Linked DNA regions of Gossypium hirsutum: region 2 is linked to region 1. A link is a contact called in public Hi-C data. All regions are on one chromosome and are shown on one strand. The core of a region is the stretch at or near the end of the contact, and the rest is flanking DNA. Distances in the headings are between cores, read along the strand shown.

Region 1 (3,560 bases), core at 1,046-3,545:
TCGATATTATATTGTCGGACATCCCCATGAAGCCAGTTGACGAAATACAAAAACCGATCATCAAGAGAGATTAGAAAGTCTGTTATTAGCCCAGGCATTTCAGGAAGAATCCAGTTTTGTACCTTCAATGGTTGCACTGAGATTGCCACCTGCAGAAGGTGATCATCATGTCATTAGGATTGTGGAATACAATGACTTAAAAAAAATTATTGAATCTGCAAATTAAGCTATACAACCTCGTGATTCCATGAACCATCTTGGGTTTTGAAAAACCGGACCATGTTACTTGACAAGGCACACCCCACATACCCTGTATCTTTGGAGGGATCATGTAGGAATCTTATCTGCATAGAAACGGAAAGATCATGTATGAAAACAAAGATGCTAACGTGTTTCAATGTTATTAATATGTAATCAATCACCTCTAAGGGTACGAGACCAGTGTTTCCAAGATCCATTGTTTGCTTCAATTCGCCATCAGGCCAACTGTACACAAACAAATGTCTACCGTATAGACCATCTGCTACATGCTGAAGGTTGAAACCTTTGGTGAAGGCTGCAGGAGCACCCCAAGATGAGCTGATCATTGTTTTATGTCGAGGTTGGTACCAAAAGTCATAGCCGAAGGAAGGACTATTCCCTGGTTTCTCCCACCTGAAGAAATACCATAGTAGCAGCTAAGAGAACAGTTCAATCACAAACGATTTCTTTTTAGTGTTATTTCTTTACCTTCCCTTTACGTTAAACTGGGAATCAAGGAGAAGAAATCCATTTCCTTTAGCATTTCCATCTTTGTCTCCGAGACATGACACCATTACATCACCGGAGGCAAGGCAGTGGGAGGTGTGCGGATATGCTAGGCTTGTCTTCTTAACAATATCGTCAGGCTGAACCACTTTATGCAATGAGGGAGCCTTGGGATTTGTCTTTGTGTCAACCACATAGATACGGCCGGATCTGAAAACAGTAATACAATTATTAGAGCAGTTCTTTACTCACAATAGTGCTATTTGTAACAGGAAAAAGGGAATGGGAAAAAATAAAGCATAAAAGTAAAAAAAACACAGTCCCTTACACCAATGAAGGCAGGATCAGGAAACGCCGATCAGCTAACGGATCACCATGGCAGGAGCTGCAAGCGTTCCATCCAGAGTGATGGAGTTCGTCACCGATATACGGCACAGGTAGCCTGTGTATAACTTTAGAATATGTAGGCGAGTTCGGATCTACATCGACTGTGGCAAGGAAATCAGGCTTCTCTCTTCCAGTTCCTGCACATATACATAACCATAATTTGAAACTCAATTCTTTTTACAACTTCAAAACTAAGAAAACTATTTCAAACCACAAATGTGAATTGCATAAACCAGAAACTGATAAAATCATTTGCGATGAATGACAGAAACAAAGTAGGTCTATGTTATCCAGGCTTTCATTTTCCCAAAAATGGCCATCTACGAGGTTTATGTTGCAACACTAACCCAAATCCGAATCACATACAAGCAAGTTGATAGTATATTTAGCGATAACAAATAATCAGCTCCTTGTGATTGAATTTTCTCGAGGAAAATGAGAGCTAGGAATTTTGGTAGCAGTCAATTATATTCCAATTTCCATCAATTTACTTTGTTTTTCTTATACAATAAAATCTCAAAACTTATACTTCACACACCCATTTGAACTACCACACAGGTTTACATCCTATACTTATAATTGCATAAGCATCCATTACCACTTAGCTTTAAAATAAGCATTAAAAAATTTGTAAAAGATAAATAAAGAAAAGCATAAACTATCCCAACTACATATATGAAAGCAGTTTTCAAAGTGTTTACTATGATAGCTGCATTAAAAACAAACTTAAGAAAAAGAAAAGCTCCCCCAACTACATATATGAAAGCAAAAATTTCTTTAAATCAATTATAAAATCAAGCAATAACTCAAACAACCCAGAAAAACTGCAACCAACCCATTTATAAACAATCATATATAACCAATACGAAGAAAAGGAAGAAGAAGTACCAGTATAAACACAAGTAACATAAATAAGAGCTTCTCTAGGACCAGACATGGCTTCCAATGGAGTACCATATCCTGGTCCTGCAAGCTTGCAACACCCATTTCCTTCAACCATGGCGTAAAATCTCTCTTTATTTCTTTATTTCTTTCTTGCTTTCTTGCAATTCCAGATTCACTCTATAAAAGAATTGGGAAAATCTCTGTTAATTATTTATGGTGACAAAAACTACTGGTAATGTAATGCCTAAAATCACTTCCGTAACAACGAGCGGGTTTTCTCACAAAAATTTGTCTGAATATGGACCTCGGTTTTGTCTCCATGCAACGTGTCTAAGTTCAATGTATCGAGATTCCCGAATTTGCATGATCCTTTGTCGGGATTCAATCTCTCATCACACGGTCGAGGCTTTGACACGTATTCTACTGTTTTGTAAATTACGGCAGACGTGTTCCTGCCGTGGAATCTTTAACGGATAAAATAGCATTAAGTGACTCCGCTGATTTTGATTTTCTAATTGATTTGAATCTTACCTTTCAAATAAAATAATGTAAGAGATGAACTGTTCCAGCCGTAACCTTCTTTATTTTAAATTATTTGAGATGTTGGATTTCCTAGAAAACGTCCTTATCTATAATCCATTTCTTTCAATCACTTCTGTCTTAACTTCCACCTTTTTATATGATCATCTTTTATTTTATTTATATTTGTAATGTAGCTTTTATATTTTAATTTATATTTCTTTTAATTGCTGTATAAATTATTAGGGAGAGGGAAATGTATTTTTACCATTATATTAACATGTACGTTTATAAAAATTTAAGGGGCTAAATAGTAAATCTATTATTTTTAAGGCCAAGGCTGACTTTCTCCTTTTGCCTTCACCCTTACCGTATTCAAATGATGATGGCCGGAGCATCACCCTCAATTATGAAGTGTCTAAACCTCGACTCACAAGCTAACTTCAAAGATCGAAGACATGCAACATCCTCAACACAAAAGACATCTTGCATGTTTTCAATCAGGGCAATGACAGCAATAATAACCTTCCCTATTTCATTTCAAGCATTTATTTCGAAGCCATCAGTCCTTGACCGTTAAGAAATGCATCCTAGGTAGTGATTCTTAAGTTAGGATGAGATTGAAAGGAGATTCTTGGATAGGAGTAATAATTGAGATAGTGGGGTATACATATTAGCTTCATGGTAGTTAGATAATTAATCGATCATCATTTTAACTATTTGCTTAGTCTACACAAGGAAGATGATAGATAACTAGGTTGCTTTTATGTTAAGTTAGGTTAGTTACTTTTGATATTTTTTAATTGGTTTGCATTAATATTCCTTAATTTGAATAGACTAGGAATTTCCTCGTGAGTAAGTTAATTGACTAGTGCATTCCCTTATCAATCCTTGTGGAATGATTTGTGGAGTACTTGCTTTAGTGTTCCATTGTAACGACTATACTACAAATTGACACTGGCATACTTGCGGTAATGTCGTGCTTACATTGTGGATGTTATTTGTGTGTTTTTTAGTAAGCA
Region 2 (3,187 bases), core at 320-2,819, 180 kb after region 1:
AAATTTAGGGTTAAGTATGTTTTAAATAAATAATTTTATTATTATTGAAAATCAATTACATTAAAATATCAATAGTAAAATTAAGAAATATATGTATTGATACTAGTGAATAGTTCCTCCCTTCAGATTATCCTTAATTTAATAAATTCTAATTTGTCGAAGATCTCAAGGCTATATATTCATAATGGAATATAATATTAGTAAAAAAAAATGAAATAATCAATTTTTGACATTGTTAGTTTAGTCTATTAGAATCCATTCTCAATCCATGTTCTATTAGTATACGTTTTAACACATAGCTTACTACAAACCATACCAAAATTACTTTTTTTTTTTTACTCAATTGTTTTTCCAACCAGAAAAAGAAAAAATTGAATAATCTTTTATCCCAAAAATTTTAAAAATTAAAATAAAGGAGCTTTACATTAATGTTAAGAACAATTAGACATTAATGATATTAAGTAAAAATAATTACATTTTATTTAATGATTTAATATTAATTTAAAATATATCTAAAACCACAATTAAAAGTAAATATAAAAAATAAAAGGTGAATTTTGATCCTATTTATTTCATACTTCTTTGTAAGAGTTAAAAATATATTTTATATATTATATTTCTAAGAGTAATTGAGTTGGTGTTAGTAGAGGTGATCATGGGTTGGGCGGTCCGGCCCGGCCTAGCAACCCGCTCGAAATATGGGAGGGTTCGGGTAAAAATATAGGTCCGAAATATGGGTTTGGGCAAAAAAACGAGGCCCGACCTCCGGCACTACTTTTTTGGCCCGGGCCCAGCCCGAATATATAATAAATATATTTTTTATTTTTTTATTTTAAAATATTTTTAAAATATTTTTTTATTTTTTATTTTTAAAATAAATTTTTAGTGTTTATTAAAATAATGGGCCGGGCTGGGCTCGAGCTTAGAAATTTTTTCCCGGGCCGGGCCTAGACAAAATTTCAAGATCATATTTTGGGTCTGGCCCGGGCCTAAGATGCGGGCCAAAATCTTTTTAGGCCCGGCCCATGATCACCTCTAATTGTTGGTCACAATTTCTTCATATTAGCTTTCATAGTTTTTTTTTTAATTTTAGTACGCATTACCAAAAAAATTTTCCACAATTTTGTGATTTCATTTTCTTCACATTTTTTTTATGCTTTTTATTTTATTCACTCTATTTTCTTTGAGAGTAGACGTGATTTTATTTTTAATTTTTAAAATTTAATCACGTTTTGACATATATGTAAAATTTGTTAATATAAAGGTACCACTAATTCTATTAGAAACTTTATTATGATAGGTCATAATGATGAAAATAGATTCAAGATGACGAGGAGGAGGATGGATCATTTGAGACTTAAATCTTTTGTGTATCAATGATGTGGTGGGTTTCTTGAATTTTTGTCAATTTTTTTTAGTTAATTAATGTTCATTGTCGCGTTAATTTGATGATGATCAAATTGATACATTTTTTTATTTGTTTCTAAATTATTCTAGTGTTGCAGTTAATTTCAACTTGTATTTTTCTTTTCCTTATATATATATAGAGAGAGAAAGAGTCCCCACTCCACTATTTACTGTATTTCCAAGCGAAGTGGTATAATTTTGTTTGCAACATAAGTATATATGTATGTAAGCTTTGATGCTGTATTTCCATGTCTTGTCCTCGTCCATCAAAACCTCCATTCTTTCATTCTACATGAAAGATCAAACTATCATACCAACAAATCCCTGAATCAAACTTGAAAAACCCTTCAAAAGAATCCAACCCAAAACCAAAATGCCCACTTTCAACTTCAAATTCATCTTCATTAGCATCTTCCTATCCCTTCTCTTCCTCCATACCTGTAATTCTGTCTCGATTTTAGACCTCGATGGTGCACTGGCAAGCAGTGAAATCGATGCAAGGGCAAGAAGGGTTTGCACCAAAAAGCTTGAAGATTGTTTAGAAGAGGAAGAAATGGAGTCAGAGAGCAACAGGAGGGTGCTGGTGATGCAAAGGAAGTACATTAGCTATGAGACACTGAGGAGGGACATGGTCCCATGTGCTACCCCTGGTGCTTCTTACTATGATTGCAATGGCGGTCATCAAGCGAATCATTACAACCGAGGGTGTGAAGTTATTACAAGATGTGCTAGAGGTATCAAAGGTATCAAAACCTGAAAAAAATAAAAATCCCCCCCAAAATTTTATGTTTTTAACCTACCATATATAGCTGCTTTGTGCAAAGTGGTATCTTTCTGGGTTTTTCTTATATTGTTGTATATTAAAGGTTGTTAATTTTAATCTGCTTAATATAATTGCATGTTTAACTTGAATTTTGGGATCTGAGACTTCCCTGTTAAGAGTATTTATGAAAATTGACTTGGTGTTTGATAGGGAAATTATGAACCTTCATTTTTTGTTTTCTTGGTTTCTGAATATCTTTCCAGTAAGTGCCTAAATATCTTGAGAAAGTTCTCAAGTACTTACTTCTTTCTGTTGAAGAAGTGTAGCTATGCAGTGGAGAAGAGAAGTGTTAATTTACGAATTACTATCAAATCTGACCTGACCTGCCCTGTCCTTTTCTGATGATGAATCAAATTTCAATTAAATATAGGCTTCTCTCCAACCTAACCTATTCCATGGACTGAAGAGATATCATCCTTAAATCAAACCCCTCTTTTGAAAAAAAACAGCCCTTGATACCCCATCACAAGATAAATCCATTAATTCTTTAGTGTTTAGCTATGCTACTGTAGGCCTGTATCTGGTTTCTCCTATAATGGTATAATACTTGGACTCAGGTGGCAAGTATTGGATGCTTTTATGAGATTTTTGTGCATTTAGAGGGTCATATTTTATACCTATATCTCAATATGCATTAGGAAAGGATATCAAACATTGGTACTTCAAATAGAATGAAAATGTCGAAGCAATAGTATGGATGCCTTCATTCATTGAAATAGAAACCAAAATCATTCCTTGCCGTTAAAGGATCATTCTGGTTTTTCCTAGCAGTACTGATAGAGGAATTTCATTTCATTTGATTTTAACATTATGAGTTTGAAAAACTTCTTTTAGCTTTGATCATCACACTGTGGTAAGTGTGATGATTGTTGCTTGTTTGTGGTTTCTTTTCTTTTTCATTCACTTAAATGAACTTGATGCCCTTTGCACAGTCTTTACTTCTGTGGAATTTAAAGT

What was found. A called contact is a pair of places that touch in the nucleus more often than the background predicts.
Region 2: a Hi-C map of leaf shows a contact between it and region 1, with 2.1 times the contacts expected there. The contact joins the promoter of LOC107914744 here to the promoter of LOC107914748 in region 1. A contact is called at or near these places in 2 of 34 Hi-C or Micro-C datasets (callus and leaf).

The regions. Positions count from the first base shown.
Region 1 is chrD10:26,476,985-26,480,544 of Gossypium_hirsutum_v2.1, forward strand. LOC107914748 (selenium-binding protein 1) reads right to left here and starts at 2,296. Exons shown (of 7, transcript XM_016843764.2): 1 at 2,023-2,296; 2 at 1,076-1,271; 3 at 730-957; 4 at 423-654; 5 at 237-344; 6 at 1-149. The coding sequence starts at 2,134.
Region 2 is chrD10:26,655,700-26,658,886 of Gossypium_hirsutum_v2.1, forward strand. LOC107914744 (protein RALF-like 24) reads left to right here and starts at 1,570. Exons shown (of 1, transcript XM_016843760.2): 1 at 1,570-2,319. The coding sequence starts at 1,781. The coding sequence ends at 2,164.